Linked DNA regions of Anas platyrhynchos: region 1 is linked to region 2. The links are chromatin contacts, called in public Hi-C maps. All regions are on one chromosome and are shown on one strand. Each heading gives the region's core, a stretch centred on a gene start, on an enhancer-like site or on the middle of the called end of the contact. The rest is flanking DNA. Distances are from core to core; before and after follow the strand shown. Region 1 holds the start of DUSP12 (dual specificity phosphatase 12). Region 2 overlaps GDAP2 (ganglioside induced differentiation associated protein 2).

The links. Hi-C and Micro-C count contacts between places; a contact is called where the count stands out from the background.
Region 1: a Hi-C map of subcutaneous adipose tissue shows a contact between it and region 2, with 1.6 times the contacts expected there. The contact joins the promoter of DUSP12 here to the enhancer-like site in region 2. A contact is called at or near these places in 2 of 8 Hi-C or Micro-C datasets (skeletal muscle and subcutaneous adipose tissue).

The regions. Positions count from the first base shown.
Region 1 is chr1:83,930,552-83,937,366 of IASCAAS_PekinDuck_T2T, forward strand. It overlaps DUSP12 (dual specificity phosphatase 12), which reads left to right and starts at 4,507. Exons shown (of 6, transcript XM_027449696.3): 1 at 4,507-4,834; 2 at 4,917-5,030; 3 at 5,126-5,244; 4 at 6,258-6,354; 5 at 6,610-6,778. The coding sequence starts at 4,560.
Region 2 is chr1:83,885,973-83,893,274 of IASCAAS_PekinDuck_T2T, forward strand. GDAP2 (ganglioside induced differentiation associated protein 2) reads left to right here. Exons shown (of 14, transcript XM_072043700.1): 4 at 1,117-1,270; 5 at 2,838-2,926; 6 at 4,467-4,543; 7 at 6,617-6,776. Among named protein-coding and RNA genes, the nearest start is that of GDAP2, 9.8 kb to the left of the region's middle. Within about 2 kb of position 5,964, at least 1 of the 8 cell types and tissues checked has an H3K27ac peak or open chromatin away from gene starts, as enhancers often do.

The DNA.
Region 1 (6,815 bases), core at 3,257-5,756, 43 kb after region 2:
CTATAAATCTTGCTAGCTGCAACTGTTAAAGCCATAAAGTGAAGTAGGGTTATTAATACACACTAGTAAAAGCTGTCAGGCTCTATTCTGTAATTGAGCATCAAATCTGCAGTTGGAAAACGTTCCCTTTTGTTTGACATGTGGGATAACTGCATGTCTGCAGATACTGAGAGCATGGAGACAGGTAAGAACATCCCCGTCATGTGGGGTTATTGTGAAATCCTCCTGCAGAGTATCAGGAGTGAGCTCCTCTCTCTGTTAGTAGCTGCCTCTACAAGTCTTTGAGGTTTCCTGTGGGGAGACGCAGCAATTTTCCCTCTCGATAAATAAAAATAGACATGTAAAGTCTTGTATAGACCCACAGAGTCTAATGCTGGGAAGAGTAGTCTTTCACAAATCTGAGGTTAAATTTGCCACTAAAAGCACAGCAACAGCTGAAAGGTTGTCTGAGGGATGAGATGCTACCGCGTAGGGCTCTCCAGCTCCCACCAAGTTCCCAAGCTCAGCAAAAGCTGAGAGGCATTTCTCCAAGAGGCAAGAAATGCCACCAGGGTGCTTCACCAGCAGGACCCATGCAAAACATGACCTTCAAATACCTGCTACATGGAGACCTGAGGAGGACACAGAAACTGAGTCATTGTCTCTCACAAATGTCTTAAGACGTGTTTCCACCTGTTGGCCCTTTCACACAGCATTTTTGCTTCTGCAGTAGACCCAGTTTTGCTGATCTGGAGTGGGAAGCCCAGGGAAGCCCAGCACTTTCTTTCCCATTACAAATGAGCAGCGTTGAGATTTCTCCCACGTCAGCCCTCCCTCGTGATGCATGCTGAGATGGAATGCACTTACTGGAGTGAGTGGGCAGTGGTCCGTCATCTGAGTTGTTTTTCCTTGCACCTGAGCTTGCCCCAGCTACTTAATTAGTCACACGGTTTCCCAGAACCCGGGGGGAGAACGAACCGTTAACAAATTTCGGTGGCGTAGGAGAAGACAAAAGCTGAAGAGGGGGAGGAGAAGGGGGAGTTTGCAAATCAAACTGAAAAAAATATTTACTCTATTTTGGGAGTTGTGAGCAAACCCAGGATACATCACCATATGCTCAAGCTGCAGGTGGCAGACACAGCAAAGGGGAGTTCACAGAAACAGTGAAGTTGTTTAGGGAGTGCAGCCTCACTCGTGTGAAGCTCTTGCACACGAATCTTGTACTTTCCCTCACCACAGATTTTCACTTTGAAATTACAGCTTTTTCCCATTCCCTTATCATCTGTAGCTCAGGGAGCTGATGTACAGGAGTGTAGTGATCACACCACACCTGCAGCAACCCCACAGGCATCTGACAGCAGTCTTCTGCATGTGAGCTCAGTCTGTTGCTTCTGTCACTGTAAAAAAAAAAAAAAAAAAAAAAAAAAAAAGGCTACTGGTCATCTGGTCATCCTCACAAATTCACAGATTTGAAGGCTAACAGACATGATTAACTATCACTTAGTACTCATAAAATACTGACATAAACTCACAGCCCCTTCAATAACACATACTTGCCTGGAGACTTCATTCAAATCCCTCAAGAGTTGGATAGTCCAGTGCTTTGCCATAGTAGTTTGTTGCAGCTGTTAGTTACTTTCACAAATAAAGGTCCACAGAGTTTGATCTGGTTTTAATTTTCACCTACCTTTATTTTCAGTATGCTTTTAATTTTCCCTGATAGATGATGGGGGCTTTTATTGAAAAGTTGCCTGAATTCTTTATGATTTTTTTTTCAACAAGTCCTTTTCTTCTAGCTGGTGGCAATGGTAACTGGAAAAGGAGGTTTTGCATACATAAAGTAGGTATGTAGTTTAAAATAATCTAAATCGGAGCTATCAGAGACTCTCCTAACCCATGCTCGGAGGTCAGGTTTATGCCACCGGGCAGTGAGGCAGCTCAAGGAACTGACCCAGCTGAAAACTGATCCAGCCGAAGAGGTCAAATTCAGCTGGGCTAGCCTGCTAACAGGGCCACCACGCAATCGCATGGGCACCAGCACAAGCATGGGAGGTGAGGCAGGTTGACAGCAAACTTTACCTGGACTGAGAAGCCTTTGGGCTTACCTAAAGCACATGTAACTCTTGGCCTGCTTTGTGGGCCGCCAGCACTGTGCATGGAAACTCTATAACCCTGTAAGCTGCTGTGTCCCAGCACAAGGCTGACAACCTTGCTCTCTACCGGCATGGGTCGGGGAGTCCTTGAAGAGCACGTGGGTGGGTAGCATCTCTGTCAGGGTTTCTGCTGTGGCCTGTCCTGCAGTGTGACAGCTGCCCCTCCAAGCCCCAGCTCCATCCACCTCTCTTGGTGGATGGGGATAACAATCTCCCTTTCCACCAGGTTTAATCTCACCTTATCAGGTCTGAGGTGACTGCCAGCCTCACCCCCCTCCGTGGCCAGCTGGCATCCTACAATGCTCTGAGGGGCCCCTGCAGACTGTTTTTGTAGCAGTTCAGCCTACAGCTGTCTCATCCAGGGCTGTGCAAGAACAATCCTCCCAGTGACAGATAATCGGGGCTTTCAGGCTCTCTTATCTCATACAGGGGAGGTAGGGTAAGGTTACACATCTCAGTCTGGGAAAACAGCATTACCATACCTCTTTCTTATGAAACCCAACATTTTCCTTCTGTTTAGAAACTTGTCAGGCAGCCTATGGGCCTTTCTGCCTATGCTGGGAAAAACTTGCAGCTACATGCTAGAGATCACTTTAGACAAAGTTTGAGGAAGTAAAGTATCGAGATCTTTTGCGATAAGGAAAAGCCAAGGCTGTGGATGTGCTGCATGGTGATGTTTTCCATGGGTGTCCTGCTAAGACAGCACATCTTACTCTGTGTGAGTAAGAGCGCTCTATCTCCTCTCATCCTACAACAGGTCTGAACCCTATGCAGGGCAGAAATAAAGCTGCACCAAGATTTCTGCATTGCTCCATGATCTTCCATAGCTTAACTTGTAATAAATCTTGGATTCAAGGAAGAAGGGTTGCCGCTGTCTACACAGTATCAGATTTCAGCACCAAATGCAAGTCATGGCCTGGTTAAGAGATCAGAACAGAAATCGGGAGTTAGATAGAAGTCTCTTGCAGTTTAAAGTCCACTTGCTGCATGAGAACCAGCACAAAACAGATGAGTGTGACAGGTTTCAAGCTGGGATAGGCATTTGATTTTTAGTGGCAAGAAGCTACTCAGAGGTTTTACACAAGGCCCACGAGGAATTACTTGGTCTGGACTCAGTTTTAGGTTACAGTGAGAAGCATAGTCAGTCCGTAAGGTGTGTAACAAAAATATTTACAGGAATGCAAAATCTGTGACAGTAAAAAGGTGCTTATAGTTTGAGTCCCAAATGAGAAGCATTAGTCTAGAAACAGTTAAAGCTAACTGCTGGTAGTTTTATTCTGTAAGTCAATTTTACTCCCGTTTATGTGGATGTGATTGTGTAACAGATTTTACAAGTGAGCTGATTTTGTTTCCCCGCAGATTTTCTGTGTGGTTGATTTCCTGTAGAAAAACTCGGCTCAGATAAAGAAGCCTGCTTATCGTGAACATCCTACAAAGGTAACAGACAGGGAATGAAGGGCCCTCACAGCCCTAGGGGTTGTTTTAATCTCCAAGCCAGCAATTCACAAACACAAACCTGCATACCAGAGTTGGTTCCAGAGGCTTCCCAAATAAATACTCCTCCAGGCCTCCTTTCCTCACTGAATGTAGTGTTTACATCGCAGGGACTACATTGAGGTAGAAGGATAACAGAAATCTTTGAAAAAATGTAGGTGCTAGGTTGTCCTGCAGTGACTGATCTCACCTTTAATCCGTTTGTCCACTCAGGCCCTATCATTTCAGCAACGCATCTGGAGTTTTATTAACGATGCTTGCTTTCCGAGTATTTGTGAGACCACTATATTTGATGCTTTCATGGTTTTCTCTGTGACTAGAATTTTCTCTGTGACTGAATTTAAGTACATTAAAGGAGGCTGTGGAGAGGTGGGGGTTGGTCTGTTCTCCCACGTGCCTGGTGACAGGATGAGGGGGAATGGGCTAAAGTTGTACCAGAGGAGTTTTAGATTGGATGTTAGGAAGAACTTCTTTACTGAAAGGGTTGTTAGGCACTGGAACAGGCTGCCCAGGGAAGTGGTGGAGTCACCATCCCTGGAGGTCTTTAAAAGACGTTTAGATGTAGAGCTTAGGGATATGGTTTAGTGGAGGACTTGTTAGTGTTAGTTCAGAGGTTGGACTCGATGATCTTGAGGTCTCTTCCAACCTAGACAATTCTGTGATTCTGCGTTATTCCAGAGCTGGCATGTTCACAGCCCCATCGTAGCACTTGAAAGGCTGGCAGCACTGAACACGTATCAGCTACTCCTTCTCGCCTTATAACATCTTACAAATGCAGGCTGGGGAAAAGAAGGGTGGGGGGTGGACCGCTGCCAGCCGCCCCTCACAGATCCCCACAGACCCCGCCACCGCCTCCATCCCGCCCCCCTCCGCCATTTTGTGGGCGGCCGCCGGCGGCCGCCACCATCTTGTGGGCGGTACCGGGCGGGCGCCATGGCGGATCCCGGTGCGGGCAGCATGGTGCCGGTATCGGCGGGGCTTTATGTGGGCGGCGCGGCGTCCTGCTCGTCCCCGGCGTCGCTGGCGGCCGCGGGGGTGGTGGCGGTGCTGACGGTGGACGCCGAGGAGCCGCCGGCGCTGCCGGGGGTGCGGAGCCTGCACGTTCGTGTGCTGGACGAGCCTGGAGCTGACCTGCTGAGCCGCCTGGACGAGTGCGCAGCCTTCATCGGCGCGGCGCGGGCGGGCGGCGGGGCTGCCCTCGTCCGCTGGTGAGGGTCGGGACGGGGACCGGGACCCGGCTGGCAGCCCCCCGGGGCCGGGCTCGCCTCATCCTGCGCCTTTCCCTTGCAGCCATGCCGGGGTGAGCCGCAGCGTGGCCGTGGTGACCGCCTACTTGATGAAGACGCAGGGGCTGGGCTGGGAGGAGGCGTACGCTGCTGTCAGGGCGGCCAAGCCCGATGCCGAGTGAGTGCCAGGGCTGAAGGAGGGGGTGAAGAGGCGCTGCCTTCCCTTACCCGGCCTCAGCCCCTGCCCTTCTCTCTCTGTCTCTCTCAGCGCAGGGTGAACCCGGGCTTCCAGGGGCAGCTGAAGCTGTACGAGGCCATGGGCTGCGCGGTGGACAGCAGCAGCGCCCTGTACAAGCGGTACCGCCTGCAGATGCTCAGGGAGAGGTACCCCGGTGAGTGAGGGGCTGGGGGAGCGCTGCCCCTGACGGAGGCACTCGAGCTTGAGGTGAAATTTGCCTCTGTAGTCTGCCAAAGGCCTGGGTGGGTGATCACAGCGTAAGGGCAGTCACACGGTTTTTCTGCTCCGTGTTTTTTTGCCCCACGGGCAGCATCAGGCATCCAGGTGGATCTTTCTGCTGTGTGCTTGCTTTAAGTTATCATCGTTAGCAGTTTTAAGGCACGTGCCCCCATCTGTGGTCTCTGACCTGTGCTGCTGTGATTTGTGACTGTCTTTCACTAGCTGTGCATCAAGATCTCTGTGTCTTGTGTTCTGTAGCGTATGACTATGGTGGTGGGCCATGGTTCACAGATCATTAAAAAAAAAAAAACCACACACTAATTGCAGAGCCTATTTGATGTCTCTCTGCATGGACAGCAAAGCAGTGGATGTCCTTCCATAGCTAGACATCTCAGGTGGGATGAGCATGATGCATCCATCTATCCTTAAAGGCACACAGAAGCACATCAGTGAGATGCCACTTTACAGACTGAGCTCAGTTGTTGTTGACTGTGAGTACTGCCCTCAGAGTAGCGGAGCCTTGAGTCACACAGACAAACGTTCACATCATATTGTCTTTACACAGTTCTAGCTCATCAGTGGGAGAAAAAAAGGGTATTTGAGGCATGTCTTAGAAACAAATCTGTGATGAACTGTTCTCTAACAATTCCTCCTATGTTTTTATTTCTCTTTTAAGTGAGAGCACAGAGCAAAAGGCAAATAATTTGCCTTTGCTGAGGCCAAATTCTAGATTCCGTTTTGTTGTACTAAATGAATCCCAATCTTTGGTGTGGTGGGATGAGGCTGTTTTAGTTTGAACTTAGCAAATGGAATGGGTGAGTGAATGAATTGATGTGGAGAAAGTAGCTTTTACATACAGTGATAGGGGCAGAGGCATGGTGCTCTCCCACTGTAATGTATCATGGCTTTATTGATCTGATTTGCAACTTAATCTTGTCTGTTCCGCAGAACTTCAAGACTTACCTCGAGAAGTCTTCGCTGTTGATCCAACCAATATGTGTCAAATGCCGAGCACAGAGGTTCTCTACAGATGCAGGAAGTGCAGGTATTGAACCATTCATATTTCCCACAACATAGCATTTTGAAGTGATCTCAAGAGGAAAACAGCCTGTGTAAATCAGTGGGTATGTCATTATTGTTAGAACAGGGATAAGATCTTGTGTAAATGTCCATATAGTGTGTGCCACACACACTATATATATTATGTCTCTAAGTTTCCGCAGTAAAACCAAGCATTTTACTTTTTTTTTCTGCTTTTCCTCCCTTCCGTCATGGAGGACAGGCGCTCTCTATTCCGTAGCTCCAGCATTTTGTCCCATGTGGAAGGAGACGGACCAACAGCCTTTATTCACAAGAGAATAACGGAGTCAACGCAGCTTTCTGGTGGTGGCCCTGATAAGTGCACCTCTTACTTCATTGAGCCCGTGCAGTGGATGGAGCCAGCATTACTGGGAGTCATGGAGGGACAGGTGAATGTGCTTTATTTTTTATTTATTATTATTTTTT
Region 2 (7,302 bases), core at 4,714-7,213:
GTGGCTCTCTGCAGCTGTACAAGCAGAGGGAAGAAGATGAGAAATATTCCTCCTTGAGGGCTGAGAAAGAGAGAGACTGAAAGTACTTCTTCAGCTGTTCAGAACTGCAGTGGAGTTGATTTCTTGTGAAGTGATTTAGGTGAAGAAAGGGAGAGTTAGCAGACTTTTTTCCTCCAGGAAAGGTACGTGGGGAAAACAAACTTCAAACACAACAGCTGTTGCTGGATATTTGGATTTTTTTTTTAATCCAAAATGTATTGACAAAGGGCAGGCAGTCGAGAGGCTTACAGATGTCACAGAGGGTTCTGACAGAATGCAAAAAACTTGCAAAGAAATGCAGAAATTAAACAGGAGGAACTTGCAGGGGATAGCCAAAGAGCAGTGCTAATCAAAGCGAGTTAAAGACTATGCAGTAAATAATCCTAGAGTATGTAACTGGAGGGTGCTGGGAATGGAACAATTAAACGTGGTGTGCAAACTTCATTGCCTTCGGACTAGACATCTGGTCTGTCAAGAAAGGTATGATCTCCTGGAAAATCATCCTTACGGCTTATGGACACTAAGAAATTTGCAAAGCAATGAATGTTACTTTGCTCTGGGAGTGTAGATGAAACATGTGCTTGGTCTTCCCATTTCATATAAGTTTGCCAGCAACTGGTGAGTTTGATAAGGAGCTTTGCAGACCTTTTATCCAAAAAGCAGTTTCCCAAAGCCAAGCTGATAAATTCAGAAGTACTTTTTATTGGTGGTTGTATAGCATATTGGCGTATCAGCGTTCTGCATGTTGTTAACACATTTCTCCCTTTGGCTCTGTCTGTAAACTAGTAAGCACTGCAATTAAGACAGCATTTCTAACAATTTGTGGTTTGCCTTCGTACATGTAGCTTTTAAAACTGAGAGGAATTAGCACAGCCTTCACCTCTTCAACATGACTAGGTGGTATTAAGCAGTTGCTGTGAGAGAGAAGGTGCTTTCCTTAATATTTGATACCCAAAATGCTGACTTTTACGGATGAAGTCAAATTATCTGACTCAGGAGGAAGTCGAGGGCTTGAATACTTCTAACCCTATGGCATTTGTGCAAATCCTGGTGTTTATGTTTTTTTTTTTTTTCCAGGGTGCAGGACAGGGGAGGCTAAACTCACCAAAGGATTTAATTTGGCTGCACGCTTCATCATTCACACAGTGGGACCCAAATACAAGAGCCGGTATCGCACAGCAGCTGAGAGTTCTCTGTACAGCTGCTACCGCAACGTCCTGCAGCTCGCAAAGTAAGCAGCCAGCTCCTTACATAAGGCTTGCATGGCACATCCCTTCTCCTACAGGAGGCCAAATGGCCGTGAATATCATCTCGCATCTATTGGATTTGGATCAGAACATAAGAGTGTTGCTGTGTTTACGGTATACCTCACATCTTCTGACCTGTGTTGCAGTTTAAATAAAATATGGTGAGAGAGCTGAGCAGGTTCAAGGCCTGGAACAGCGTAGCTAGAGCTGTGCAGCGTTCAGACATGCTCAGAAGCATCGTTAATAATTCTGCCAGACTCCATGCTGCAAAAATCTTTAAAAGAGCTTGGTCAAGCAGCAGTTTCAGGTGTCTCTGTGCAGCCACATGGACATACCCAGTCAGATCAGACTGCTACATCAGTTCATGCAATTGACCTCTCAGCCCTCATACAGTAGCCACAATTCTGAGTCAGGGTGCAAGGTTATTTCTAAACCAACAGTTACTGCAGATGGGTCTGTAGTTTTTCCTCTTTCATCCGTAGTGTCTTCTACTTCCTCTTAGCTAACATTTTTTTTCATCTTTATGGTTTCTGTTTTTCTGTGTTCTTTCCTGAATTCTGTTCTCCCATGAGGGCTGTTGTAATTGTAGTCGGCAAAAAATAGTTGAACCAGAACAGTGTCAGAAAATTTACTTCACAAGTACACAGGGTAGGGAAGATAATTCTTCCAAGTCTGATTTCTGTGGTGTAGTGCAGTAGTAACTGTTTCACAATCCAGATTATAGTTAAGTCTTCTAGTATAAACCAGTTCTTGGGTGGTTTTTTGTTTGTTTGTTTTTTTCTGCCTCAGATGTAGCAAGCAAAGCCAGGTCTGGTTTGAAACCTCTAATAATGAAAAAAATGTTGATAATTCTGCTTGCTGATTTCTGAGTGGCTTTTAGTCCTCCTGTTCTCTAGAGTGATTTTTGACACCTGTGAAATGACTGTCTGAAATTACAAGCTCTGAGCTTGTTCAAACTCCTCTGACTATTGGCACCACCTTTACTTTTCTAATAATGTGGCATGCTTCTGTTCTTGCTGTTTAGCTTTATATCATTCCTTGCCAGTGGTTGTCTAATCGTATATAGGATCAAGTAAGCCATTTCAGTCAGTGTCTGGACCACTGACATAACAAATGGCAGAACAAGTGGAGGAACATACTACTTACAATAAAGAGCACCTTTTCTTCCCCTCCTTTCCCTTGTTGTGAATCCTATACAGGAAGGAAAGTATTTTGAAAGGATTACAGGGAGCTGGAGGTAAGAACTTCATTCAGGATATGAGAAATTGAAGAAAGAAGGTAGTAGAGGTAGAAAGAGAAACCTGAGAACAAACACAAGAAAGAAAAACAACATGGAATCATGAATGGTTTTTTCCTTCCCTGCTTATTAATGCATCTTGCCAGGAAAGCATCCTTCTGCACAAACCTGAAAGAGGGTTATTACTACACAGAAACAGGAGAAAAGTACTGGTGTTACCTACTGTACTGGCAAAAGTTTGCTCCCACCTGACCTCAAGTTATGTTTCTGTTCATTTACTTCTGTTCATTTACTTCTCTGTTTCTGGATTTCAGGGAACAGGCAATGTGCTCTGTAGGATTTTGTGTCATTAACTCTCTGAAAAGATGCTACCCCTTGGAGGATGCAACCCACATAGCACTGCGTAAGTTTATGTTGGAAAGTGCAGTAAATTGAATGGCAGTATTCAACAGATTGCTTACCTCTGGCAGACTGCTACTGATATGGGGAAACTTTTTTTTAGGGGGCTGTAATGTGTTGCAGGAGGCGTAAAGAGGCAGGCTTTGCATGGATGAATGGGAAATGGAGGATAAAAACAAAAGACCTTTTTCCGAGAGGTCATCAGGAAGCATCCATGGGTTGGATGCTATGTTGGAACCTAGTGTTTGATACTTTTTGTTTAATGACCTGGAAAAAGATGCTGAAGAGTGAGGTGAGAGTTTGCTGATAATAGAAAAATGTTTGGGATAACAAGGATGAGGCCTTAATTGTGAATAACTGTAGGTGGACCTCAAGCAACAGAATGAATTTCAGCTGCTATTTCAGTGTTGTCAGCATAGCCAAACTTAAAGTGTATTTGCCTTGTTTGTTTTTTTCCTTTTCCTCTTTTAACTTTTCATTCCCATTGTCCTTCTCTTCGTGTCTGCTTTCCACCACCACCCATTTCCTGGACCTTCCTGTATGGTACTCCCACACAATAGGGAAGTTGTTGCAGGTGGGATGATAGGCTTTTCCTCTTGCTGTGCAAGCTGACTGGAGAAATCTCACCCTTTGCTTAGCAGAGGTGCTGGCACTCGAAGAAACCTATCTGTCTGTTTCTCTGGTTTCTCTGCCACCTGCCTGAGTAAGACTTCAGAAAATATCTGCTCACACAGGTTCAGGAAAATACTTGCTGTGAAACTGCAGAACTGTGTTTGTCCTGTAAAGTAGTGTTGTGGGTCAACCCAGTTACGCGTGAATTTCTGTACAGGAAGTTTTTGAGAAGAGATTTTTTTTCTACTGACCCGTTGTTACTTCTTTCCTTTATTGCTTTGTTGTTGTCTGTGTAGGGCTATATGCTACCTGATAAAAATGTTGCTAGGCCAATGTATTTGTTAGGACATTTTCTCTCTTAGTAATCTTGATAGAAAAGCACGTGAAGATCCTGACATCTGTCAAGATTACAGATGAGGGCCTTTAGCTGCAATGTAAGTCCAAGAATTAGTAGAGGGAATAAATTCTCTCATGACTTACATTTATGATTTCTATATGCTGCTTTTGCATAGCTGACCCCTGAGTTTTTGTGTGGCTTGCGACTTGTTCTAGGAATAATCCATTTTTGACAACTTGCAGAGACTTGGTAAAGGAGGGCTTTTGCTTGTTTTTTTTCCACAGGGCACTAAGATCACATTCTATAAATTGAGGTGTGCCTAGTAAGCTAAAATCCCAGAGAGACTTTTTCATTTTTTACCCATCTGTAAAGAGAGAAGCAGGAGAGAATGGAGATGGAATTTCCAGTATGCCCCAAAACCCATTTCATGTTAAACCACCACTTAATCCATGCTTGTGTACTGCCTGTGGAGCTATTTGGTGCAAGGAGAGAGATGTCTTTCTCTGTTCTGCATTCAGTTGATTTCTGTGCTTGTAGCCATGTGTAAATTTCTTCTCCTATTTTGCTAACTTACATTTACTCTTCTTCTTTGCAGGCACAGTTCGAAGGTTCCTGGAGATTCACGGGGAGACTCTGGAGAAGGTTGTGTTTGCAGTCTCTGAGCTCGAAGAGGTATCTCTTTGATGTTCCTTCATCAAAATTCATGGATGTGTTTGATCTCAGCAGCAGTATTAACCCCTGCACTGTAGACTGGGACTCAGATCCTCTCTAACAAATCATCCTGTCTCACTTAGACTTTCGGTTGCACAGCTTATTTCTGTCTCTTATCAGCACAGTATCTTTTCCAGTGCTTTTTCCCAGCACACTTTGAGCAGTCACCATAGATTTGTTTACAGCCTTTCCATTTCTGGCTTCCATGTTCCTGAGCCATAAGCAGGAGTCAGTATTAGAGGTTAGAGCATGCAGTTGTGCTGGATGCATTCTACCAGATAGACACAAATTTCTCAGGCAAGACTTGCTCTTTATACAAGGTTTGGTCTTCTGCTTTTAAAAGATTGTCCTGATTTCCATTCATATATAAAGACCTTAAACATTGCTGAAGTAACAAGCTTGATGTTTAATGATCTGTTTTCAGATAAGTGCTGACAGTTTCAGTCCTGTTTTTGGCTGGAATAGAGTTAATTTTCTTCCTAGTAACTGTTACGGTTCTGTGTTTTGGATTCAGGGTGGGAATAATGCTGATAATGCACCTGTATTCTAGTTGTTGCAGAGCAGTGCTTGCACCGAGTCAAGGACTTTTCAGTTGCACTGTCTTTATCTCAACCCTTGATTTTTTACTTCTTTCATTTTTATTTTTTTCCTGATTCTCTCCCCCATTCCACGGAGGGGGAGTGAGCAGACATCTGTGTGGTGCTTAACTGCCTGTCAGGTAAAAGCACAACAGTCCTTTTGGCACCCAATATGGGGCACAAAGGGTTGAGATAAAGACAGATCTGCCCAGAGCATGTTGAAACACAATTGTTATGAGCACTGTACCAGTTTAACAGTTGCTGATTAATGGCACTGAACACTGTGCTCAAGGTGTACACATGACCCATGTAAAGGACTGTTGTGGCTTAATCCAGCAGGCAACTAAGTGCCACACAGCCATTCACTCACTCCTCCCATGCCTCCAGTGGCATGGGAGGGATGGAGGGGAGAAAGGTAAAATCTCATGTGTTGAGATGCATACAGCTTAACAGGACAGAAAAGAAAGAGAAAACGATGATAAAAATACACAAAGCCAAGCGATGCACAATGCAGTTGCTCAACACTAGTTGATCGATGCCCAGCCAGACCCCGAGCAGCAGCCCTACTCCCCCAGCCAACTCCTCTCAGTTTTATTGTTGAGCACAATGCCCCCTGCTAAGGGATATCCCATTGGCCATTTGAGGTCAGCTGTCCCCTTCCAGCTCCTTGTGCACCCCCAGCCTCCTCACTGGCAGGGCAGCAGGTGGAGCTGAAAAGTCCTCAACTCAGTACAAGCACTGTTCTGCAACAATTAAAACATCAGTGTTATCAATGCCGTTCTCATCCTAAATCCAAAACATGGCACCATGCCAGCTACTAGGAAGAAAAATTGTTTTATCCTAGCCAAAACTAGGACAACAACTCTTAGATGTTGGACCTAATAATAGCTGCTCCTGTGCAGAATACCCACACTGTTCAGACTCTGTCACATCTGGATGACAAAATGAAATTACTTAATAGGGTTTCTAAAACTACTCGTCTGATGGAGGGAACATGTGGTGAAGTATTACAATGTTTAGTAAAGATTTTCACTGTTTTCCTACATGCGAGGAGGGTTTCTCTTGGTTGTTTCTTGTTTATTCTTTTTTCCAGTCAGATCACTTGAGTTGGTCTTTGTAGTGATCCATTTTCATCTAAGCAACCTTTGCTGAAGTCTGTCATCTACATGTATTGTAACTTCATTATAATGCTGAAGTATCTTCAGTCCACCTGAGTTCATGAAATTTAAAGCAGAATCTTCTCTGGGTTACTTACCAATGTGGCACCAAAATAAAATTATTAACCTTGATAAAGCCTATCTGCTTTTATTGCCAAATAGCAGCCCAATGTAAGCCATCAAGGAAAGTAGCACGTTGCCTCCAAATCTCAGAGAAGATACCTGCTACAAGGGTAGGTGTTACGTATCTGAAGAGCAAGGATGCGTGATAGACCTTCACGCATTTTTCTTATTTATAGGCCACTTACCAGAAGTTGCTGCCTCTGTATTTTCCAAGATCATTGGAAGAAGAGATACAATCCTTGCCTTACCTCCCTGCAGATATTGGTAATGCGGAAGGGGAGCCTGTAGTACCCGAGCGGCAGATCAGAATTACTGAGAAGCCAGGTGTTCCAGATGGTGAGTTCTTAACTCAATTTTGGAATAAGGATGTCTTTGTGAAAGTAAGCAAAAAAAACAGAAAAAAAATACACGGTGAACAAAGAGGTATCTGGGGTGAGGTGGTGTGGGAAGGCAGGCTGTAACGAAAAGAATTGTCAAGTTGTCTCATTAGCTTTGTGTGTTCGACAGCAGTAACTTCTGCTTTCTGTCTCGAAGTGGAGAGTGGTTAGAGGATGTGGTAAAGCTGTCGTTCTGTCTTTTTATTTTGGGGGGGGAGGGGTGATGGAGTCCTTTCCCTCTGCAAATTTTCTCCTGAGCTGGTTAGGAGCTTTTTTTCCCATTCAGAATCATACCAGCCCTTGGCTGAAAAAGTCATTATTGTTACTGAACTGTTTTAGGTGACATATTAAAATGCAGTTTCTAGCCAGGCCAGATTCTGTTGATCCAGTACATGCATCAAACTGGTAGGTGCTTAATGAAAATTAGCAGAAACTCCCCTAAAAAGTAGAGGAGCTAGATCAATCCAGAGATCAGTGTTTGGGAA